5 separate regions of the Mus musculus genome follow, and regions 2, 3, 4 and 5 are each linked to region 1. Evidence: chromatin contacts called from public Hi-C, HiChIP or PLAC-seq and promoter capture Hi-C data. All regions are on one chromosome and are shown on one strand. The core of a region is the stretch at or near the end of the contact, and the rest is flanking DNA. Distances in the headings are between cores, read along the strand shown. Region 1 holds the start of Smdt1 (single-pass membrane protein with aspartate rich tail 1). Region 2 holds the start of Tef (thyrotroph embryonic factor). Region 3 has its middle 24 kb from the start of Nfam1. Region 4 holds the start of A4galt (alpha 1,4-galactosyltransferase). Region 5 holds the start of Rrp7a (ribosomal RNA processing 7 homolog A (S. cerevisiae)).

Evidence for each region. Promoter capture Hi-C pulls out the DNA fragments that hold promoters and counts their contacts. A called contact is a pair of places that touch in the nucleus more often than the background predicts. HiChIP or PLAC-seq counts read pairs in DNA pulled down with a chosen protein or histone mark.
Region 2: a contact with region 1 is called in a Hi-C map of Th1 cells, with 7 times the contacts expected there. The contact joins the promoter of Tef here to the promoter of Smdt1 in region 1. A contact is called at or near these places in 1 of 484 Hi-C or Micro-C datasets (Th1 cells), 2 of 115 datasets of contacts at active chromatin or transcription factors (memory CD8 T cells and pancreatic cancer cells) and 1 of 9 other capture datasets (adipose tissue).
Region 3: a contact with region 1 is called in an H3K4me3 HiChIP or PLAC-seq map of forebrain, with 11 times the contacts expected there. The contact joins the enhancer-like site here to the promoter of Smdt1 in region 1. A contact is called at or near these places in 14 of 39 promoter capture datasets (the 3T3-L1 cell line, 3T3-L1-derived adipocytes, the C10 cell line and 7 more), 3 of 15 datasets of contacts at CTCF or cohesin (embryonic stem cells, large pre-B cells and stem cell-derived epiblast-like cells), 32 of 484 Hi-C or Micro-C datasets (the HL-1 cell line, cerebellum, cerebral cortex and 8 more), 40 of 115 datasets of contacts at active chromatin or transcription factors (the NIH/3T3 cell line, SST interneurons, T-cell acute lymphoblastic leukemia and 22 more) and 2 of 9 other capture datasets (adipose tissue and liver).
Region 4: a contact with region 1 is called in an H3K4me3 HiChIP or PLAC-seq map of embryonic limb bud, with 9 times the contacts expected there. The contact joins the promoter of A4galt here to the promoter of Smdt1 in region 1. A contact is called at or near these places in 1 of 39 promoter capture datasets (embryonic stem cells), 2 of 484 Hi-C or Micro-C datasets (B cells and embryonic stem cells), 8 of 115 datasets of contacts at active chromatin or transcription factors (astrocytes, embryonic forebrain, embryonic limb bud and 4 more) and 1 of 9 other capture datasets (embryonic stem cells).
Region 5: a contact with region 1 is called in a promoter capture Hi-C map of hippocampal neurons, with 7 times the contacts expected there. The contact joins the promoter of Rrp7a here to the promoter of Smdt1 in region 1. A contact is called at or near these places in 17 of 39 promoter capture datasets (the 3T3-L1 cell line, the C10 cell line, the HPC-7 cell line and 11 more), 1 of 15 datasets of contacts at CTCF or cohesin (the NIH/3T3 cell line), 4 of 484 Hi-C or Micro-C datasets (cerebral cortex and cortical neurons), 22 of 115 datasets of contacts at active chromatin or transcription factors (SST interneurons, astrocytes, bone marrow-derived macrophages and 14 more) and 3 of 9 other capture datasets (adipose tissue, embryonic stem cells and liver).

What each region holds. Positions count from the first base shown.
Region 1 is chr15:82,343,717-82,348,528 of GRCm38.p6, reverse strand. It overlaps Smdt1 (single-pass membrane protein with aspartate rich tail 1), which reads right to left and starts at 2,483. Exons shown (of 3, transcript NM_026914.1): 1 at 2,260-2,483; 2 at 489-629. The coding sequence starts at 2,445. The coding sequence ends at 492. Pheta2 (PH domain containing endocytic trafficking adaptor 2) reads right to left here. Exons shown (of 2, transcript NM_177391.4): 2 at 2,819-4,812. The coding sequence ends at 4,468.
Region 2 is chr15:81,809,520-81,814,314 of GRCm38.p6, reverse strand. It overlaps Tef (thyrotroph embryonic factor), which reads right to left and starts at 2,901. Exons shown (of 4, transcript NM_017376.3): 1 at 2,595-2,901. The coding sequence starts at 2,745.
Region 3 is chr15:83,055,410-83,059,664 of GRCm38.p6, reverse strand. No RefSeq gene overlaps it. Among named protein-coding and RNA genes, the nearest start is that of Nfam1, 24 kb to the right of the region's middle. Within about 2 kb of position 2,839, at least 89 of the 459 cell types and tissues checked have an H3K27ac peak or open chromatin away from gene starts, as enhancers often do. A contact at or near this core is called in SST interneurons, VIP interneurons, cerebellum and 8 more, where this site is marked.
Region 4 is chr15:83,248,571-83,253,128 of GRCm38.p6, reverse strand. It overlaps A4galt (alpha 1,4-galactosyltransferase), which reads left to right and starts at 1,400. Exons shown (of 3, transcript NM_001004150.4): 1 at 1,400-1,429.
Region 5 is chr15:83,119,585-83,124,478 of GRCm38.p6, reverse strand. Rrp7a (ribosomal RNA processing 7 homolog A (S. cerevisiae)) reads left to right here and starts at 1,678. Exons shown (of 7, transcript NM_029101.4): 1 at 1,678-1,817; 2 at 2,505-2,647; 3 at 4,462-4,587. The coding sequence starts at 1,745.

The DNA of each region.
Region 1 (4,812 bases), core at 1,234-3,733:
GGAGGATGGGCCAATACTTGGAGATGGGTAAGGATGTGGGTAACTCAAGAAACAGCGGGGGAGGAGGAGAAACCATACAAAGCAGCTTTAACAATGTAAAGTAGGAAGTGAGAGTTCCTGTGGTATGCCTTCCTGGATCACCCTTTGCCCATCTCCTTACTGGTATCTTCTGCATTCCCTTTCCTCTCCTCCATCATTTGCTGTTTTATCCCTCCATCTCTGAGGCAGAGATTGCATGACTTCATGAAATAAAAAGCACATTAAGAGAATGTCAGTTGACTGAAGTCCATCAAGGACAATGAGAAGGCCACTGAGGACCTTAACCTAGTGGGAGTGTAAGTCATCCAACATGAGAGAGAGTAAGTCTCGAGTGGTGAACCCACTGCTGCTCCTGCCCTGAGGGTTCAGATGGTGCCGCAGGCCAGAGCACCACAGAGCAGATCATCCGCCTGCTGCTTCTGCCCATTTACAAGAAGGGCAAGGATTACCTGTTAATCGTCGTCGTCGTCATCCTCTGGGACAAAAATGTCATGTTCCTCAAGCAGAGCAGCGAAGTTCTTGCTGATGAGTGTCCCGACATAGAGAAAGGGGATCACAATGGAGAACACTCGGAGAAGACCAAAGGACATCTGCAGAGAGAAGAATGGGTGCACTCCGGGAGACCAGTGGCTGCGCCCAAGCCTCCAATGGACTACTGATCCCCACACCACTCGATTTTTAAAGTCTTTGAAGAAACTCAGAGCAACGAAGAGACAAAGTGAGTTTTATGGCCACCAAAATGGATATCAGAAAGAAAAACATAAAGCTAAACTAAATTTAGGAAACTAAGCAACTCAAAATTAGGGGCCAAACCTAATTCCTTGCAAGAACCATACAAAGTTAGGTGAGAACACTAGGCTGGCTGGGCTCTAACCAGCTCTCTCCACCCAAAAGTGAGTTCCGGGGCTGGAGGGATGGCCCAGTGGTGAGGAGCACTGACAGCACTTCTACAGGACCTGGTTCTCAGCACCCACGTGGCCTCTCACACGCAAGTAACTCCAGCTCCAATATGGCACAGTCTCTTCTAGCATTTGTGGGCATGTGGCACTTAAGTGCTACACAGACATACATGCAGGCAAAACATGCATACACATAAATAAAACTCGAGTTAGGAGGAGGTGTGTGCACTGATGGGGCCTCTCACCTCCTTCTCTTTTAGCTGGCTCCTGCTGCTGAGCAACCTTGCTTCACAATTAATGTTAAAAGCTCGCAAAGGCAACATGGACGGAAGGAATGCCAATGAGATTTCACCGGTATTAGCTTCCTGCTTCCCCTAGCTGTGACTTTTTATACAGCAGCTGCACATTTTTGCTTCTCGCTGGAACCCTGACTGGGGTCAACTGCTACCGCTCAGGCTTGCTCTAAAGACTTTTGTTTTCCCTTCGACTCCATACGGCCATGCCGTCAAAAAGCACACCTTTGGTATAAGAGACTTCCCATTTTTCCTTTGGGGTACCGAGGGCAAGTGACAAGAGTTCAAGTATGGAAAAACCAGGATGTGGTCTCTGGTTGTCAAGACCTAACTCCTAGCTTTGGATGCTGGCTTCAGGGCTCTGCCCTGACTTCATCTGTAAAACCTACACATTCCTCAGCACAGAAGGTCCTGCTCCCACATCCCCCTATCCGTTCTCCTTCATTTCCTTTTTACTAAGTATATTACTTCCGCATTCCCTTCCCACTCTTTCAGTAATTTATTCTATGTGCATTGGTATTTTGCCTCCTCGTGTATGACTATGCGAAGATGTCAGATCTTGAAGTTACTGATAGTTGTAGCTGTCCTGTGGTGATGGGAGTTAAACCTGGGTCCTCTGGAAGAGCAGAGTTCCTAAGCTCTGAGCCATCTCTCCAGCTCTCAGGATTGTTTTATCCCATCACCTTTGAGGCAGAGATTGCATGACTTGTATAAATCGACACAAAGCCTTTCTTCTGACCCTGAAGAAATAGGTCATTATGTCCCTCAAGATAAGAAATTGCACATTTCGCTGCTGCCTTCCAGCTTCTGTGTCCAGGAACCCAGCTTAACAGTGAGTTTTATGGAAACATTTTCCTCCACCTGTCAAAGTCAGCAAAACCCAGCTGCACAAATTGAGTCCTATGTCCGGTCCCCAGTCTATGCCAATACTATGATTGGCCTCTGCGCCTGTCAATCAGGACAGGTCACATGCACTCCCCCAATCACCGGCCTCAATCCCTTCGTCCCGCCTCAAGACAGACACTCACTTTCACCGGCTTGGGCAAAATGGCGCCGCTGCGAGTGACGATGACTGACCTCGACGGTACCTGGCTGAGACCTGAGCTGCCCGGTACGGTGTAGACATCGCCACCTCTCCTCCCCCTCGGCCCGCTCCAGAGAGCCCCGGGTCGAACTGCAACCCAGGCCAGCCGCCGAGCCGCCGTGGACGCCATCTCCAGCTCCGCCCCTCGCCGGGAGCCACACCCCACGCATCCAAGGCGGCCTCTGGCAGAAACTTTCTCCAAAACTCGCGAGACTCGTGACACACACGGGAAGCACCGCCCTCCCGCCTGCGCAGAGCACGCATTCGTATGCCGGTGGGAAAGTCCTCGGCGCCCGGACGACGTAGTGACGTCAGGAGAAGGACGCCCCTCCCGGACTCCAGAGGGCGGGGCCGCCAGGGCTCCCTTTGTAGGTGTTCCCGCCCCTCACCTCGGGAAGACTTGAATTAAGGAACCAGAATGTGTAATGAAAAACTCTACTTGGTATCTGAATTTATATATATATATATATATATATATATATATATTTTTTTTTTTTTTTTAAGGTAACAAAAAGTTAACAAAAAGCTGGGCGAAGTGGCGCACACCTTTAATCTTACACTACTTGGGATGCAGAGGCAGGAGGATCTCTGTGAGTTCAAATCCAGTAAGTTCCAGGACAGCCGGAGCTACGTAGTGCGGCGAAAAAAATCAAGTTAACAATAAATAGCTCATGGTTTCTGTGGACATTGGTACAATGGGTGCAGTGGACAGCGGGCTTCCCCTACAGATCTAGGGAACAAACAAATAGACGGATTGGCCTGATGGAGGTCATACCACCAAGCCAGGTTCTTGGACTCAATTGTTAGCCTCAGACACCAGCTTTGCAACTCAGGCTCCTGATTCTTCATTTGTAAACACGTTGATTGTAATAACCAAAATTAACTTTCTGAGAGGGTCTCACACATAGCCCAATCTAGCCAAAAAACTCGCGGTGTTGTCAAGGATGCTTTTGAACTCCTGATCCTCCTCCACCTCTTTGCTACCAACCGGGGAACTTTACCGTTCTGGTTATAAAGGGAAGGGGGGAGGGGAGGCTAACAGGCCTTCCACCAGGTCCTGCTGCAAAACAAACACCAAAACCAAGTGAGGTGTGGCACTCCTATCTATAATCCCAGCAGATTGCCATGCTAAGGAGTTCCAGACCTGCGTGGGCTACAAAGACTTGGTCTCCAAAAACCAAAACTATTAAAAGAGCAAACACTAACTACTGTGACAAGAAACTTAGCAAAGGTACCTGTGTGTACAGTGAGGGCAGCTGGCTATGAGGTTACAAGCAGGCTTGAGAAACATAGCCCTGACCAGAGGAACCATGGAACTCAGTCTCCTGGAGGCAAAATCCAGCCTTTAGGCCTTGTTGGATTTGGGTCAGGCTGGCCCAAGGCCCCAGATAGGGAAAGGAGGGAGGTCAGGAAGAGTCCAATTTTGTTTGGGAACGGTATACATCTCTATTGAGCCACAGCCACTGTCACTACATCTATATAAAGGGGACAGACGGGCCTGGTTTCTGGCTCTGTAGACCTAGCCATCTGACCTTAGAGCTAAAGAAAAAGATACTTGGAATGACACGGGACAGAGTAGCTATGAGAGCCCTCAGCAGACAAGCCTTAGGAACAAGCGGGCTAGGTAACAAGAGTCCCTACAAGTTGCCATGACGACAGGTCAGGTCTTCTATATAAAAGGCTGCCTGCCTCCCTGCGGGCAATGTCCAGCACTATACATGGACAGGGCAGCAGCGGGAGAGAGAACAAATCCCTCTTTAGCACCTAAAGACCTTCTCCTACAGAGAGCCCTGCCCAAGCTACAACGATGTCAGTCTTCAAGCCACTTCCTGTCACCTCTGGCATGGAGATGCCCAAGACTTCTTGTGTTGGACTTTATGGCTAGAGAGCAGAGCCCCACTTCCTGAATTATATTATCTTCCCATCAACCACCTGGCCTTTCTAGACCTCAGAAAATAAGTAGGGAGCCATGATTCTTCAGTTCATGCCAGCGAGAGGGGAGGATCTGGAAGCTAGAGAAAGTCTACAGAGCAGGGGAACACACACACACACACACAGAGCAACCTGGTAAATGAGTAAATATTTAACCCCTGACGTTCTGACCCCGGCATCCTGACCAGCAGGACAGGGCCATAGCTTAAAGGGCTCTGGCTCAGGGCCTATTCTGTGACTTGTTCTCTGTCTGGCTTCCTTTTGCCCTTTGCTGCCACCCTCGCCTCAGCTCCATGATCTCCTTCCCATACCAGTCATGCAGGGTAGAGAAACAGGAGCTCTCAGGGGACACGGGGCTCTGTCCCATGCTTAGGAGGAGGCTAGCAGGGCCCTGTAACTCCCACTCGGTCAAATCCCGACCTATTGGCCGGATCCCCCTTTCTTCCACAGTACCAATGGAACTGCGGTCCCTGGGGAGAAAGTGGCCGTTCTCAGGGTCTGGAGCTCGGTGGTCAGGAGCCTGAGATTTACTACAATTGGCAACAGCCCTCTGGGATGCACAGCG
Region 2 (4,795 bases), core at 1,652-4,151, 530 kb after region 1:
GTTCCAGATTTCAGAGGCCAACAAAGAGGCTAAGCAATGGCTGTGGGAGCCTGTGCAATGCCTGGAGAACACTGGACTTTCAGACAAATTGGCTTCAGGTGACTGCAATGAGAGGCTCTGGAGCTCTTCTCAGAGCTCAGTTCAGAAGGCTTTATCCCTGAGTAAGCAGAAAAGACTGGGGGCAGGTTTCCTGGGAGGAGGGAGAAGGGAGGAGCTGAAGAAGAAAGACTGCTTCTATTCAAAGCAAAGCTAATCAATTAGTGAAGACCAAATCCCCCATGTCTTAGTCAAAAGGTTATGCGCATGGATATCCAAGAGGGGGCAATTAAGAAAAAAAAATACAGAGAAATGTGACAAGACAAGAAGGCAATCAGAGTGAGAAAGAGGCTCATCAGAGAAGTGGGAGATGATCATGACACGTTCATAATAGGTTTTCAAAATTGAAGGAGACAACTTTGAACCCTGGATTTAGAAGTAAAAAAAAAAAGAGAGACACATCAAATATTATTATGTTGGAGGAAAACCAGCCATGCTTGGGTCCCAAGAGCAGACAGCCAAAAGGGAGCCATTAGTCCAAGAACAATGACCAGACCCCGTGAGTTGGAGATTCTCATAAGCACAACTTGCTCATAGCTTGTAATATGATTTAACATCAATTCTTATGGCTGCCTTTTTAATTTAATTTTTTAAAACCAGGCTTTGATTTAAAAACAACTGGGAGGCAACAAAACTCCCAGCCTATGGGCTGGGTGGGCCAGATGGTCTCTCTGAGTCCACATTCTGTTCAGAAACGACTGGACCAGTCGGGTGGGGTCACTTGGGATCAAAAGAGGTAAGAGAAGCAAGGAGATAAAAAGCAGCTTGACAGAAGGACAAGCAACAGGAAGTTCCTCATTTTGCCTGACTAAAGCAATTAAAACATTTTTTTTCCTGATTTTCTGAGATAGGGTCATGAAATCCGGGGTGACTTCAAACTTGATGTGCATCAGAGGATGACCTTGAACTAGTGGTCCCCCTGCCTCTACCTCTCCAGTGCTGAGATTGCAAACAAGCACCACTACAATCAGTCAGGCTATCACAATCCAGTGTTTGTAAGGTCAAGTTTTAAATTAATTTCAAAAGGTAAATGACCGACGTGTCCAGGACTTAAATCACAGGGACTGACACCAGTGGTTTGTCAGTTTCATACAACAGAAAGAACACCAAACCAAGAGCCAGAAGGCCCACCCATGTGACCTTGAGAAACCATCTATGCCTCTCAGGAGTCTCAACTTTCCTCACCTAGAAGTGGAGAGGTAGTAACCCAAACAAGATAAGACTATGTCAAAATGCTTTGTGAGTGTGGGCAAATGCAAAGCAAAACCCCAGTATGGCCTGGTCCTCTCTGGTGAGCTTAGGCAAGAGCTGCCAGATGTGAGCACCAGCCCTTGCAGTTTGTCTTACACTCAGATCTGGATGGAGTCATCACCTTCATACAAACAAAAGCGTTTGTGCACATGAGGTCCTGAGGCAGGAGGAGAGAATCTAGCCTCACCTGATGAGCAGAAGCTATTTATAACGTAACAGGGACAACCATAAGCACAGCAGCCCCAGAACACACCCAAGGAAAGAAACAACAGCATTTTAGAAAGGGAAATGAGATCCCTGATACAAGCAATCCACAAACAGCCAAGTCCTTCCCAGATACCCTAATTAAGCTGAGCTCTTGGAAATCTGAAGATCTCAGACTGAAAGCACACATCAATGGACCTAAAACCCCACAATAGGTGGCAGTCCTGCTGCTCTTCCAGGCCAAATACCCAGGCCAAGTCTGCTTTCCACACCAGGCCCCAGGGACTCTTGTGGCCTGGGCAATTCGATGAAGCCCGGTCCTGCTATTGTGATTCCCAACAATCAACCAGGAGAAGGACCTGAGTGGCCACATTCTAACCCTCATCACAGCCCTACTTTGCCCAGCCTTCATTCCCTTAATTTTTTTTTAAACCAGGCTTTGATTTAAAAACAACTGGGAGACACTACCGACCCTCATCTCAAATTGCCTCCTCCATCCACACCTCCCAGGGATGCATTTCCAGTAAAGCACCACCGTGGACCTGCTCACTGTCCACTCGTAGAGAGGAGGAATCGTCTTCCTCCAGGACGGACCAAAGACATACAAAGGCCATCTGCTATACTGATCAGGGCCTCTCAAACTTTGGTGGTGAACTCTGCACCCACGAGGGTGCAGTGGAGTGTTTCTTAAAATACACGCTCTGTCTCAAGATCCGCAGACTAGGTGAGGTCCAGGAACCCGCATTTGAAGGCAAGCAGTATCCTCAGGATTTGGATGCAGGCGGCCCCACTGGAGCCCCCTCTAAGTGGCGGCTTCCTTGCAAAGTTCTGTTGACTTGTCCTTTCCAGATCACCCCCTGACTTTCTCTCTGGGCTAGAGGCCTAGTCCAGCAGGCCCCTAGTCATGCCCGGGCCCGCATAAACACCACACCACTGGACCGCTTCACCCTGACCTCTGACCCGGCCCGGGCCGGCCCGCCCCCACAAGGCCCCGCCTTTACAGAAACCCCGCCCCCAGACACGCGCGAGCCCCCCCCCCTCACCGAGGCGCGTCTCGCGCGGGGGGTTCTCCATCAGCTTCTTCAGGACCAGAGGGAAGGAGCCCGACAGGCCCCGTTCTCCAGCTGCACGCCCCGGGCCCGGCCCCGCCTGAGGCTCCACAGGCGGCTTCTTCCCGCCGCCCGCGTCGGACATCGTGCCCTGCGCCCCACTCGTGCGCCTCGCCTCCCCCGCCCGCACCCCGAGACGGGCCGGAGCGGCTCGACCCGCCGCAGCTGCTGACACGGGCAGCACTGCGCAGACGCGCTACTGCACCCCCACCTCTCTCCATCCGCACCCCTCCCGCGGACTGGTTCCGTCTCATTCATTATTCATAAGGCCAGGCCAGCGGTCCCATAGCGTGGCTTCCGATTGGTGCGCGCTGCGTAAGGGCGGGCACAGCTCTTCAGGCTAGGATTGGCTGTGAGAACCAAACGATGTAGACACGTGCTGGGCCAGGTGAGGAGTATCGCTCCGCCTGCCCGGGAGCGTCGGGCCCTTCTGCGGAGCCCCCCTGTTCTTTTTTGGTCAGTCGCGTCCCTTTCGCCACCACTTTCGTGACTACAGGTTTCCTCCCACCTCATCGCAGCCTCCTTTTTCTCCTTCCCTCGGAGAAGCCACCTCAGAGGAAGGCGGAGCGGGGCGCGACGGCCCAGCCCCGAGGGTCACGTGGAGCGGCAGCAGATGCGGAGCCTCGCGGGGCGGGGCAGTGAGGGAAAGGCTCGCGGCAGCCAATGGGGCAAGAGGGCGGGGCCGGCGCGATTGCACGAGGCTCTGCACGTGCGGCTGCGGCGCGGAGGGGCGGAGAGGGGCGGAGAGGGGCGGGGCTGGCTCTGGCCTAGGCCTAGCCAGGACTGGCCTGTTGTGTTGTTTGGCGGACTCTGCCCGGGGGTAAGGGGACTGGGACGTGGGTAGCCAGCCAGCGCTCCTCCCACGCTCCGCGCGAGGTTAGCGGAGGGCAGGCGGGTCCCAAGCTCCGCTGCTTCAGCGGGTGTCAGGTTGCCCACTGATTTAGGGATTGGGAGCGGGCGTGGTTGCAGAATAAACACTAGTACGGAGAGCGCATTCTTGAAACCTATCCACGAACCAGGGTCCGGACAGACTTCCGTACTACTAGCTGCTCGCTTGTGACCTTGGGAATTATCCAGTTGCTCCACGGGAGCCCATTTCCTCAGTCTTAAAAATTCAACATTGAACTAGAGTCAAAAGCAAAACAAAACATAGTTTCTGGGTTCCTTAGGAAACCTGTGAGCCGTGAAGGGGTGTGCAAACCTTCAAGATGGCTCGCAGAACTTTGTACCTCTTTGCAGTACAAGTCATACTCGGCTTCAAGCCCAGACAATACTAGACGCTCAGGGATTAAGCTCCCAGAGGGGCAGGGACTTGGCTTGTTTATACTCTGTCCCTCCGTCCCTCCCATGGCTCCCTGCCTCGGAAGGAGGAGCTGAGTCTGGCGGAAAGGCAGCCTGTGGTTCATGCGGTAGTTACAGAACACCACAATAGACAGCTAGAAGCGCATGGATTGTGTTAGGACCTGAGGAAAAAGAAATTTAGCTGAGTAAGCCCAAAGGAAGCGGCTAAAGGACGTTGGGTAGCCTTAGGAATAGAGTGATGGACTGTGAATCTAAAATACAAGATTTTGTGATGTTGATCGTTTTCTGAACCTGAATCCTCTAGCCCATTGTTCCATTTCTCCAGTCTGTTCTCCTTTTTGTCAAATGGGGAGAAAGCAGGATGTAGCCTACGGTGTTCCCATGCAAATATCTTTCCTAATTTAATCAAAATTGATGGATATAAATCCAGTGTGGAGAAAGGAAACTGCACAGGAAACCCAGGCGTTGCAGACCTGTCAGGAGGAATCTTATGTATCTAGGATCTCTTTAGGAGAAACTGGCCTAGAGGTTTTTAGCAGTAAATCTGAAAGAGTGACTCCAAGAAAATGAAGCAACATATGAAACTCTAGAAAAGAAAAGCTGGATGAGCAAGATGGCTCATGGGGTAAAGGTGATTGCTGCCAAGTCTGACAACCAGAGTTCAATCTCTGCATACCATGTGATGGCAGGAGGGACTAAATCAAAAATTGTCTTCAGACCTCCATGAACACAATAATTCCTCTTGCACACACAAATGTAACATAATATTTTTTTAAAAGAAGTAGAAATCTCCATGTGATTTGGTTCTAGAGGAACTGTCTAGACTAGACTGA
Region 3 (4,255 bases), core at 1,590-4,089, 710 kb before region 1:
CGAGACTAAGGTTTGGATTCGGGGATTTAAAAAACAACAACAACAACAAAAAACCAACTCCTCACTGCTCTCTGCCTGTGCCATGATAAGCAAGCTTCCTCGTTATCTTTCTAAGCCAGGGGGGAGATCTTTTTTTTCTAGCTTACTCTTTGCTGAGAGATTGGCTCTCACAGGAGTCTAGCTTTGCACTGAAGCATACGTTCCGCTCTTCCCCTCCTGTCAGCCCAAGATCTTATTTCCAGTGTCAACACAGATTCTGGAACCAAGGCCCTGAGTAACTAGCTGCTCTGATTCCCTCCTCCCTCTCTTCCATCCTTCCCCAAGGCACTGCCGGGCCTGTATCATGTGATCACACTTCTGATTTCCCCTTCTTTGTTTCTGGTCCCTTGGGATTCTGCTTTTTTTGTTTTTTTGGTTTTTTTTTGTTTTTTGGTTTTTTTTTGTTTTGTTTTTTGTTTTTCTTGCTGGCTAACTCGGCCATGCACTGACAGGTTATTTGTTATTTGTTGGTTTCTATTTTATCCAGCTATTTTTCTTTTCCTTTTACCTAGTACTTCCGTGTCATTGTGCAGTGAGTGTAGTCAAAGAATTTTGTCTACATCCCTTTTACTATGAAAGTTGGTTTCACTGGTTTTGGGTTTCTTTTCCTGATTGCAATAAAAAACAAAACAAAACAAAAACAAACAAACAAACAAACAAAAAACCCTGATGGTTTGGAGATCTGTTTAGTGGATAAGCACTGGCCGCTCTTTCAGTTTGGTTCCCAGCACCTACACGGCAGCTCATAGCATCTGTGACTGCAGTTCCAGGACATCTGACACCCCTTCTTGCCTCCTTGGGCACCATACGCACATGTTGAGCAGACAGACATAGAGACAAAACACCCATAGACATAAAATAAAAATAGATTGATGTGATTATAGCAGCATCACGCCTGTGACACCAGATGCCTGTGTCTCCAAGGCTACCGCAGGGGTTCACTCAGCTCCCCAACCCTTTTCTTTAACTAAGGGGTCTTGAACTTGAATGGACCTCCTGCAATACACAGAGGCAAACCTGCTCCAGACCCTGGGTTCCCCGCCCCCCCCATCCCCATCACACTGTCAGTCTGATTGATGCCCCCCCACCCCCCACCCCCGCTTGGCATAGCCAGAGGTGCGGAAGTCAGTTTTGCTGTAGTAACCTGAGGGCCAGTGCTCTGGGCTGCTCCCCTTTTGTAGAAACTTCAGAATCCTGCATTTTTCTGTGATGTGGCCTCGCTGTCGATTTTTCTTTACAAAGAGGCAACAAAATCTATCACACTGATTTGTATGACTGTCACTAAAAAAGCCAGCCAGCAAAAATGGCTTGAGCGGACCTAGCCCCGGTCTTTTATTTTTGGCAAGGAAGAATAGAAGAGATGAGTAAATGCTCCCCCTGTTGCCACACAAATCTTTGGTCCTGTTCACCCTCCCTGCTGTGCTACATCTCCTGTCCTTGGCTCACTCCCCCTCACTCTCCAGCCTCGCTGGGCTCTGCTGACAAACTGACAAGAGACATTGTTGCCATTTCATCATGCCCCGTCCTTATCAAAGCTGTTCTCAGAAAACTTCCCTGTAGAATGTTCTGGAGTTGGCTGTGGGCACACAGCTTTGTAAATGTACTTAAAAAAAAATTAAATTGTATACTTTAAGTAGTCACGTTTTACAGTTAAATCTTCATAAGGCTATTCCCGGCTCCCTCTTCCTTTCCTTTATGAGAAGGGGAGTCACACTGGTCTCAGACTTGTCACTCAGTCTCAGTCTCCAAAATGATGGGATTACAGGTATTGCTGCCCCCTGGTTTGTTCACTTAATTAAAAAAAATTATGTGTATGGGTATTTTGCCTGCATGTATGTTTATGCGTTACATGCATGCAGTGCTAACAGAGGCCAGAAGAGGGCGTCAGAGCCCCTGAAATGGGAGTTACAGGTGGCTGGGAGCCATGTGGGTGCCGGGAATCAAACGGTCTTCTGTTAAGAACACCCCGCATTCTTAACCCCGGCGCCATCTCTCCAGCCCACCAGTTTACTTTTTAAGTACAAGAGAATTGTAGGGCAACAACCCTGTGCTGGGCTGTCATATCAAACGTCTCCAGTTCACTGCCCTGTTTTGCGGCATCTATGACTTGCACCGCCTTTCCTAACTGGGACATCCCTACTGCAGCCTCCTGCCAGCTAGTTCCTGGCTGTTCTCAAGGCTGAGTTTCTAACTTTGTCTTTACTGGCTATTTACCTCTGTCGCTGCTACAGTCACAGCTGTACTGACCCATCAGTTTGTCAGGTGTCTCTGGCTCTATCTCTGCAGCAACCGGGGCTGGCTTGGTGCCTAGCCCCTCCACATTTGACTTTACCCATCCCCCTATTGATTCTTGGGCCCTCTATAGCCAATGAGAATATATATAGTCCACACTAGGCTCATGGAGACTTCAGAAGTATGGTTATAGCTCCGCCCTCCCCGCCCCCCATTTAGCTTTTTCTTAACCTCTGAATTAACAATTAGCAATTTAGCAAGAACCACCTTCCTTGTCTTTCCAGAATGCTGCTTCTACCTTTGGGGGGTGGGGAGGGGTGAATAGACAAGGGGACTACATGTTCTCACAGAATGAGAGAGGAAAAGGCCAATTAACATTCAGCTAAGAGAGAGCATGATTTCTCCTATCAGCAATAAAAACTGACAGCTCTATCAGAAAATGAGCCGGGGGAGCCACAAAGCCTGGCAAGGCAGGGCGCCTGCAGCCCCAGCAGGAGTGATGAAGATGGCTGAGGGCAGGAACCGCTGCTGGGAGTCAGGGAACCACCAAAGGAAGCGCCTGGGGAGCCCAGCGGCTGCCACTCGGCTCCCGCTTTTGATCCCGCCCCAGGCAAGAAGAGCAGTGCTGCGCAGGCTTTATCCCTGTGACTCGGAGCTGCCACTCTCCCGCCGGCCTCTCCCCACGCACTCGTTTCCCCCTAACCTTATCATAAAAGGAGGCCACGTGGTGTCTATTTATGGCAGCGCGGTGGTCCGGGGAGAGGAGGCTCGCGGTGTGCCAATTCTGAGAGCTGGTGGAATTGCTCCGGTCCTTCGGAGCTTGCCATGCGGTGAAAGAATAAACGATGTGGGGGCAGGGCCGTGACTCCCACTGCACCTCCAGCTGACATCCAAGTCCCTTCCTCAGAGCCTCCGGGGTGATTTGTGTTATCAATCAGAGCTGCTGAACAGATCGGGCCTCCTAGAGCCCTAGAGCAAGAACCGAGCCGTGAGATGAGAGGAGGGTGGGTATGGGGGGGGGGGCACCCTCATTTGGCTTGAAAGAGAAGATCGGTCCCTTTACAAAACTACATTTCTACTTGATGCTTAAGTAGAATGGCTTTTAAAAACGGAAAGAGAGGACGCCAGCGAGAGAGGGAAGCTGCAGTGGTCTAGGGGCTGGCGAGATGGCTCAATGGACAAAGGGTCTTGCGGCCCATGCCGAGCTAGAGGACCTAAATATGAGCCCACCCTCATGACAGGAGGAGAGAATTGATTCCTGAAAGTATTTTGTCCTTCACAGGATCTCACCCTCCCTCCCTTCTCTTTCTCCATCCTTCGCCCCCTCCCTTCCCAGCCCCCCTCCTTTCTCCTGTTCCCCTCCCCCTCCCCCTCCCTCCCACCACCACCACCAAAAAAAAAAAAGTAGTGTAGAGTATATTGCTTGCTTTCATCTTCAGCACAGCAGGGGCAGTTTGGGGCTGCTTGTGCATACTTCTGTATATATGACAATGAAACAGAGGCAGAGGCAGAGGCAGAAATGCCCAGGCATCCTCGGGGCTATCCTGGGCCTATCCTGGACCCCGTTCTTCTGAGAGGTCTTTAGCATCCTGATCAGGCTCAGCAGCACAGATGACAGCTGTGGTGTTCTGGTTAGCTCTCTGTGTGCGTTTATTGAGACAAATGCTCCTCCTGTAGTCTGGGGTGACCTTGAACTCACTGTGTGGCTGAGGATGGCCTGGATGGAGCCTCTCATCTTTTGCCACCTCCCGGGTCCAGCCTGCATGCTTTTGAACTTGAATTTTAATCCAGTCTCACATCTAAAACGATTTCCCTTCTTTTGGGTCTCAGTACAGTAGACATAGAAAGGCGGCAAAGTCGGGGCCTTTCATACTCAAGAACTGGTTCCAGATGAAACCCACAGTAAGTTCAGATCTGCGTGTGGATGCTACGTCCTTGATTTAGGCAGACACATTAGGAGACAGCAATTGGAGCTGGTAGGATG
Region 4 (4,558 bases), core at 151-2,650, 910 kb before region 1:
TGTTTTTTTTTTTTTTTACTTATGAGTACATCTGTGTAGCTGTGTGGGTGCAGGTACCCTCAGAATCTGGAAGAAGACGTGAGATTCTCTGGAGCTGGAGTTACAGGCAATTGTAAACCTTCTGGTGTGGGCTTTAGGAATCCAACTCGGCTCCCCGTGAAGAGCAGCAATTGCTCTTAACTGCGGAAGGGTCTTCAACACAATACCATTCATTATCCAATACTCTGTAGCCTTGGCTTGGCCTAAAAAGCTCTATATAAATCAGGCTGGCCTCGAACTCTCAGAAACCTGCCTGCCTCCCAAATGCAGGGATTGAAAAGAAATGCACCACCACGGCTGGCAGGGCTCCTTGTTTGAGTTTTAAGATGAGCAAAGTCTGTTATCCCAGCATTTGGGAGGCGAAAGCCAGAGGGGTTGTCACAAGTTTGAGGCCACTGTGGTTTACAAGAAAGCCGTGGGCTAGAATGAGAAGCAGTCTGGCAAAGCCAAACCAAAAAAATCAAACCTGGGAGTGATGAGCACTAATGGGAATGGCCCGCGAAGAGGCAAGAGGGGCAGGAGCAGCAACGGCTAGCAGCTGGAGGCTGGGGATCTCCTGGAAAACGAGAAAGGGTGGGCATAGCCAAGAGCTAGGTAGTTGTCAGCAGTGGGGTGAAGGGGTGAGAATTTTCCACAGATTCGCTTTTACAAAGCCTGTTTACCCAGGCTGTTCTCAGGGTTGGGATAGGGTGTTTCCATTTTCTCAGCGGCCTGGACACAGGTTTGTATGGTGAGAGAGATGAAGCAGGGCAGGCAGCGAGGGCACGTTGGCATCTAGCCCGAGAGGAGAGCTGGCGGGGGAAATCGCCACTAGGGAACACCATGCCGTGGGCCCGGCCCTTCCTTGGGTCACAGCAGGCCAGAGCAGGGAGTGAGGAGTACTTGGAACAGACGCTGCTGGGCAGTGGCGTCAGGATGACTCAAGTCTCAGATGTCGCCCCTTCTCAACTGCACAACATTTATGTAATTAACCAAACCGCTTCGAGCCTGGCTTTTTATTTTTTTTTCCATCTGTTAAATGGAAAAAAATAGAGCCATGGGTAGGGGATTCATCCCTGTCTTGGAGGAGTGACTTGGGAGGCTGAGGCAGGAGGATTGCTAGCTCTGGGGCAGAAGGGCTGGAGAGAGAAACGGAAGGTTTAGAATAGGATTGTGACTAGTGAGGTGTGGGTGGCCGGGAGGCGGCTCACACCTGTTGGCTACTGGCTATTGATGACTCAGGTCGTGCCCACCCCCATTTCTAGACAGGACTAGCTGCAGGCGGAGAGGGACCCGTGGGGCAGAAACGCCAGACCCCGCCCAGGGCTGGAGGGGCGGCGCTCCTGTCCGCTGGGCTCAAGCCACCGCCCTCCAGGGCCGCAGTAGCCGCCCGCCGACGCGGGAGCCGGAGGTACCTGGATCTCAGGGACAGGGCAGCGGGCAGGGGGATCTCGTTGGGATCCGGGGCGCCCCTGTTCTAGGCTGGAAAGGGAGGTGAGCTGCAAGACATCAGGGACCCGGGTCCCCGCCTGGCCACCTGTTCTACAGGCGACAATGGTGCGGGCACCAGTTCCGCGCCGTGGTCCCTCAGCTGCCGCCCGCACCGGTCTGCGCCCCGAAGTTGAGCGCGGCGCGGCGCGAGCTAGTCTGGGGCCGGCTAGGATCCCGCAATTCCTTCCCGCAGCCCAGGAGGCCCTCGGAGGGCGAGGTTCACGGGGGAGGGGGACGACTGGGAATCCGAAGTCCAGATCCCAAAGCGCTGCTCGGCGACGTTGGGCGTGCTCTGGGAGGTCGCGGCGGGGCGCATCCCGGAGAGGAATGGAATGCCGCGCGCTGCAGGGAGGGCTTCGGGTTGGGAGTTGGCTCTGGGCTTTCTGGATGCTCCGGCTTCGGACCTGCACCGGGAAGGGTCTTCAGGTGCAGGGGGTAGCCTGGGAAAAGCGGGGGAGCAAGGGAAGCCAGCATGGAGTCGCGAGACCCAGGGCTCGGTCCCGGATCAGCACGCTCGCGCTTCTCCCCTTCTTCCGATGAGAACAGTTGAGGTATGGGACTGGAAGCCGAATAGGGTTGGAAGAGGCTGCGCCTGGGAGATTTACCCTATCCACTCCTTTTCACTGTTAGGGCGAGCCCCCTTGCCTCAATGTCTTCGTATGTCATCTGGGGCTAGAAGTTCTTTTCATCTCCTTGGCAGAGTCCACTGAGTCTCTAGCCCGCTGGAGATTAAAAGTATCCTTTCCATCTCTACTCTGTCACATCCATAGCAATCCAGCTGCTGCAACCCCAGCCGGTTCCGAAGTGACACCCTCCGGCTCCCCGTCACCCCACTCCACCCCCTCTTTGACCTTTCTCCTCCCTAAGAATGGGGACTCCAATAAAGCAGAGCTGCCCTCCACTCGCACTCCCCTAGTCTCTGGCATTCAGCAGCAGAAATCTTTCCCATAAAGGAAAGTCCTCAAACGAAAGACCAAAAAATTCACAGGAACTCAGCCTCCCGGTTTTATTTGTTTGTTTGTTTTGTTTTGAAAACGCTTCTTCAATGCCTCAAGGGCTGGTCCCTGCCTGGACAGCTCAAGGGTCGCTGCGACCTATTAAACAATTCTGTAGAGTTTGCTTTGTTTCTTTGAAACAATTAAGGCTCTGCAGCTGTCTATATTGACAAGGATTAGTCCCAGAGAAAGGTTGTTCACTCATGGGAGAAGTGATGAATATCCCAGGGTGTGGGCAGGGTTGCTTGAATCTCTAGAGGCGACTGTGACCCACCATATCACCCCAAAACAGCCTGGTCTTAGAGGTGGAGGTGGAAGGCGAGGAGCAGTCCAGACCTTCAATGACCTCAAGTAACAGCTTTACTACTGAGCCGCCTCAACTGCCCTGGTTTTTGTTGTATAATGAAAGCATTTGGTTCTTTTAGATACTGTTACCCTTTGTTTTGAGACAGGGTCTCACTGTGTAGCTCTCACTGCCCTGGAATACTGTATACACCAGGCTGGTCTCCAACTCAGAGATCTGCCTGCCTCTGCCTCCAGGGTGCTGGAATTTTTTTTTTTTTTTTTTTTTGGTTTTTCGAGACAGGGTTTCTCTGTATAGCCCTGGCTGTCCTGGAACTCACTCTGGAGACCAGGCTGGCCTCGAACTCAGAAATCCGCCTGCCTCTGCCTCCCAAGTGCTGGGATTAGAGGCATGTGCCACCACGCCCAGCTCTCCTGGTGCTGGAATTAAAAGGCCCGTGTCACCACGCCCACCTAGATACTGTTACATCATTATAAATGCATACAGTTTTTATGAATGGTTAGATTTTCCTGAGAAAAGAATTAGACTGTTCAGTGTGTGAGCCGGTTTCACCAGCTGGCTCTGCCGAAACCCCTAGCCTGGGCAGACTTCCTCAGACCGTGTGTTAGTATCTCCATTTTCTCTAGAATCGAAACCGCTGAGTCAAACAGTGAGCAGCTAAGAGTTTGTGTGCTGTTCATCAGGTGTGAAGGCTTTGCCCCTTGGCTGCTCCTTGGCAAAGTTTGTCTCCTTTATTGTAGATTTCAGATATATGTTTGAGAAGCTGGGGTGTTTTGGGGTTTTTTGTTGTTGTTGTTTGGTTTTGAATTTATTTATTTTACTATGAATGAGCATTTTTGCCAGTCGGTATGTGCACCCCACCCATGCCTGGTGTCCATGGAGGTCAAAAAGGGTGTTTGAACTGGAATTGAAGTTGAGAATTACATGTGGTCACTGGGATTTGCCAAGTATTCTTTTTTTGTTTGTTTGTTTGTTTGTTTTTAAGATTTATTATTTATTATATGTAAGTACACTGTAGCTGTCTTCAGACACTCCAGAAGAGGGAGTCAGATCTCGTTAAGGATGGTTGTGAGCCACCATGTGGTTGCTGGGATTTGAACTCTGGACCTTCAGAAGAGCAGTCGGGTGCTCTTACCCGCTGAGCCATCTCACCAGCCCGTTTGTTTGTTTTTTTGAGACAGGGTTTCTCTGCGTAGCCCTGGCTGTCCTGGAACTCACTCTGTAGACCAGGCTGGCCTCAAACTCAGAAATCTGCCTGCCTCTGCCTCTCAAGTGCTGGGATCAAAGGCATGCGCCATCACGCCCGGCTTCTCCAAGTATTCTTAACTGCTGAGCCAGTCCCAGGAGCTGAGTTTTTATTAGTTTAAGTTGTTGTTAGTTTTTTGTTTTGTTTGTTTGGTTGGTTGGTTGGTTGTAAGAGTCTCATGTAGCACAAACTGGTTTCTAACATGCCATATTGCTTTAAGATTAGACTTAAACTTCTTCCGCCTCCAGAATGCTGGGACTACACAGACCATCATGGCCGTTTTATGGGGTCCTGGGGGTCTTAGTCCCTTCTGCTAGGGTTGGACTGGCTGTTTGAGTCTCCTCTGGAGTCCTCGCCCATGTGAGGTACCAGGTGTTAACACACTCGTGCACACACACACACACACACACACACACGCAAGATGGAGAGATACTCGCAGGTGGTTATTTCCCTTCTGAGCTTTCTGTCTGGTAAATTTAATGAAGTGGAGCCCAACCGTTCTGG
Region 5 (4,894 bases), core at 429-2,928, 780 kb before region 1:
CAGCTCCCTTGTTCCTGCAAACCAGGCCTCACACCTACTTATATGTCAACTTGACACTAGCAAGTCACCTGAAAGGAGGGAACCGCAACTGAAAAAATGTCTCTGAGTTCCAGCTGTAGGGAGCCAGCATCTTCTTAATAAGTGATTAGTTGGGGGAAGGCCCTGCTCATTGTGGGTGGGGCCCTCCCTGGGCTGGTGGTCCTGGGGTCTCTAAGAAATCCAATGGAGCAAACTACGAGAAGCAAGTCAGTACGTTTCATCAGCCCCTGCCTCAGGGTTCCTGACCTGCTGGAGTTACTGCTCTCGCTGCTTCTAATGAACTGTTTCATGAAACTGGAAATAAAGCCTTCCTCCCCACATTACTTCTTAGTCGTGTGTCATCACAGCAACGGTAACCCTAATGAACACACAAGTATCCTCCTGCTTCAGCCAGGATTAAAGCCATGCCCAGATGGATAAAGTTTATTTGGGCTCACTTCAGTTTGTAAAAATTTAAAAAATCTGCCAAGCATGGGTGATGTGTGGCAGTGTCCACCTTTAATCCCAGCACTGGAGGAGACAGAGGCAGACAGATCTCATGTGAAACTGAACCCAGCCTAGTCTACATAGCTAGCCTCAGGTCAGCCCAGGCTACATGGTGAAATCCTGTCTCAGCACACACACAGTATTTTCTTGAGGGAGAGAGCTCATGCCATGAGGCATAAGCCATGGAGTGGGTGTGGAGGTCAAAGGATAACTTGCTGAAAACAATTCTCATCTTCCATGGATGTAATTCAAGATGTCAGGCTTGCCAGCAAGTACTCTTTGTTTACAGTTTCAACCCCAGGCCTCTCAGCCCCTTGCTCTCTCAACTAAAGAGACTGACTGTTCATGGCATCTCACTGCACAAAATCCCAGTTGCACCACGATTTATACGGAATGCTATTTATTTTTTAAAAATTTATAGTCGGGGGCTGGTGAGATGGCTCAGCGGGTAAGAGCACTGACTGCTCTTCCAGAGGTCCTGAGTTCAAATCCCAGCAACCACATGGTGGCTCACAACCATCCGTAATGAGATCTGTCACCCTCTTCTGGTATGTCTGAAGACAGCTACAGTGTACTTATGTAAAATAATAAATAAATCTTTAAAAAAAAAATCTCAAATAAGCCAGGCAGTGGTGGCACACGCCTTTAATCCCAGCACTCGGGAGGCAGAGGCAGGCAGATTTCTGAGTTCGAGGCCAGCCTGGTCTACAGAGAAAGTTCCAGGACAGCCATGGCTATACAAAGAAACCCTGTCTCAAAGAAAAAAAAAAATTATAGTCGGGCAGTGGTGGCACACGCCTTTAATCCCAGCACTTGGGAGGTAGAGGCAGGCGGATTTCTGAGTTCGAGGCCAGCCTGGTCTAGAGTGAGGACAGTCAGAACTACACAGAGAAACCCTGTCTCGAAAAACAAACAAAAATTATGTGTTGAGTGTGCCTGTGCACCACGTGTCCTGGAACTGGGTTCCAGATAATTTTTGAGTGATCGGAAACGAACCCCTATCCTCTGGAAGAGCAGCCAGTGCTCTTTCCATTTATTGCTCCAGCCTCCCTCTACTTCCCAATAGGACAGGGAAGGCTAAATCTTAGGGCCGGGCAAGATCCCGGGAGGCGGGCCTAGGGCTGAGAGGGCGGGGCCCCGCGTGACGCCGTCGTCGTGGAAACGCAGCGGCGCCGGAACACGGAACTCCCAGCCGTCTCTGCGCTCCCAGTTGGCCAAGATGGTGTCTCGCAGGAAGAAACGGAAGGCTGGCGGCCACGAGGAGAGCATACCGAGCCCACCGGGGTATTCAGGTGAGCAGCTGAGGGCCAGGGACCCACCATTTTGCGGGAAGGTGGCTTGCAGGTGGCAGAGGCCCTGGCAACTCGTCAGGTATCGGGGTGCAGGACCCCGCCGCCCCGACTCTGGGTGCTGATTCCGCGGCTGTTCCTCCGAAAGGCCTTGGGCTCGGGCGCGGTTCCTCCAGGCGGCGCCAGGCGTCCTAGGCCCAGCGTTGCAGCTTCGTCGTCCTCAGAAGCTAGTTATCCGCTGTTCTGCTCGTGTCTCGTTCTTTAACAAGCGCTTCCGCAGCTGTCGCCCTCCCAGCCCCGAGATTCGCATCCCACTGGTGTAGACTTAACTGGGAAGGTGGGGCTAAGTCGGCAGGAGGGGTGGGGGGGGGGGAGTTAGCCCTAAACGAAGAATGGGTGGAGGGAAGAGAGTTGGTGTGCCAAGCAGAGCAGCCCATGCTATGGGGGGGGGGGGGGGGGGCTGATGATGTCAGACAGCGGATGCTCCGAGAACGCAACACTGTGCCCGCCCCCTCAGCCTCCTGCGGTGATTATCCGAATACATTTCCCTCCAGCTTCCCGTGGATGGGTGGATGAACAGGCGGGCCGATGGAGCTAGAAAGAGACATAGTGAATTGGAACTTGGGTGGCATAGACACAGACCTCCTTTCAGGGTACCCCAAACTCTCCTGCGCTCGTTTCCCCTGTTAGCTGTTCCAGTCAAGTTCTCGGCAAAGCAGCAGGCTCCTCATTACCTCTACATGAGACAGCACCGAGTTCGCCAAGGCACCCAGTCCACATGGCCTCCCGATCGAACCCTTTTTATCCTTAATGTGCCCCCGTACTGCACACAGGTAAGAGTCTGGTAGACCAGTGGGTTGTGAATGGGGGCTTGCCACGGGCCCTACAGAATCCTGGTGGTCAGATGGAAATTCCTACAAAACCCTCAGTGGAGGATGTTGAAAGACTGGGAGTTTCAGAATAAAAATATGTTTTGTTTTTTTTTTTTTCTCCCTGCCGCCGTCTAGGCAGGGTCCCCCTCTCCCTGGGCTGTTCAGAACTTCCTGAGGCTCAGGCTGGCCTCGAACTTGCTGTACTTCCCCACCCTCCCCGTCTCAACTCATTACAGTTATGAGTGGTCACACCTGGTTTGGAAATTATCCTTCCAACCATTATTTTATTTGTTTGTCTGTTAGTTTTTCATTTTTAAAAGACAAGTCTAACAGTAATCACTGCAGTTCTTTCTAGACATACTTATTAATTTTTTACAGAAAGCATGACATTTGTAGTTCTGTTTCAGACGGGGTCTCTTGCAGCATGAGCTGGCTTCCTACTCACTGTGTAGGTGAGGCTGGCCTTGCACTCATGATCCTCTGCCTTTACCTCTGGAATTCTGGGATTGCATGCCTGTGCCACCACACGGCTTTAATCCCAGCACTCAGAAGCAGAGGCAAGTTTGGATCTCTGAGTTTGAGGCCAGCCTGGTGGTCTACAGAGCGAGTTCCAGGACAGTGAGGGCTAACCAGAGAAACCAGAAAAAGCTCAAAAAAATTTTTTTTAAAGGTTTATTTACTTGTTGTATTGGAGATAGAGCCCAGGGCATTTCCAAAAGAGGCCAGCTCTCTACATCTCAGACTTACATATTATGTAAATGACAGGAGACATGATTTGCTAAGTTTGAGATGATTCGCCCCACTCCACCCCCTTTTTTTCTTTATTTCTTGGTCTCCTAATGTAGTAGCCCTGGCTATCCTGGAAGTCATTGTGTAGTCAAGGCTGGCTTCGAACTCCTAGATATCTACCCCACATACATGGACACAACACATCCCATGAGTTCTGGGATTTCAGCTATGAATCACGGTGCCTGATGGGATTTTTTATTATTATTATTATTATTATTATTATTATTATTATTATGGTGTAGTTCAGTGGCAGAGTGCTGGCCTAATATTATGAAGCCCTGGGTTCAGTCCCCAGGACCACATAAATCAGATTTTGAGGACAGGAAGATCAGAAGTTCAAGACTGGGGCTGGAGAGATGGCTCTGCAGTTAAGGGCACTGGCTATTCTCCCAGAGATCCTAAGTTCAATTCTCAGCAACCACATGGTGGCTCACAACCATGTGTAATAGGATCTGATGCCCTTTTCTGGCATGTAGGTGTACATGCAGATAGAGCACTACTATACATAAAATACGTAAATCTTTTTTTAAAAATTGATGGTATGTCACTTGTTGCCAAAAAAGAAGATGAAGAAAAGTAGTGGTGGTGTTGGTGGTGGTGGTGGTCCAGGGCCCATTTTGGGTACAGACTGAATTCAGTGCCAGCCTGGGCAGCAGGTTGGAGGGAAGGGCTGAGCCGTCTACTTGGTACCTATCAAGGGCTGAGCACGTCTGTGTAATGAGCAGACCTGAGAAACCCCCTCCTACTCTTAGTGATACTGCAGTGATTAACGGCTGTGTGGGTGGTGAGGCCAAATTACTTGTCACATGAGAGTTCTTACCTTGGGGACACCTGCCTCCATGCTGTCGTGGGACCTGGTCACTGTTAGGGCACCTGGGCGCCCTGGGCATCGTAGGTTTGGACTCTGAGTCCTTTGGTTGTTACGGGTGCCGGGATGCTCTAAGGAGCTTATGTGTTCATACCTTGCCTCCCTCTGACCCTGGTAGGAGAGCCTGTCTCGGTGCCTCTCCTGTTGCGGCACCATCAAGACAGTGGAGCTGCAGGAGAAGCCCGACCTTGCCGAGAGCCCCACGGAGCCAAAGTCACAGTTTTTCCATCCCAAGCCGGTGCCGGTAGGCTGCCCAGTAACACCAGGTTCCACTGGAGTCAGGGGAAGGGGCTGGGGCCTGGGTGGGCTCAGCAGTAGGCTTTCAGAGAGACCATTCCCTATAGCAGTCTCTGTAATGTGTGATTTAGGAGGTTGTAAGAGTGATGGCTTCTGATTCTCTCAGACGTGCCACATTCTTTGTCTTCCTCTTTCCCTCTCTGCCCTGCTGTCTCCCAGAGCCCACTTCCCACTTCAGCGGGGTCCTCCTTGGGACAAGTGTCCTGGCTCTAGGAGCCTTCTTCCTGTTCCCCTCTCTCCCCAGGTGCTCCACC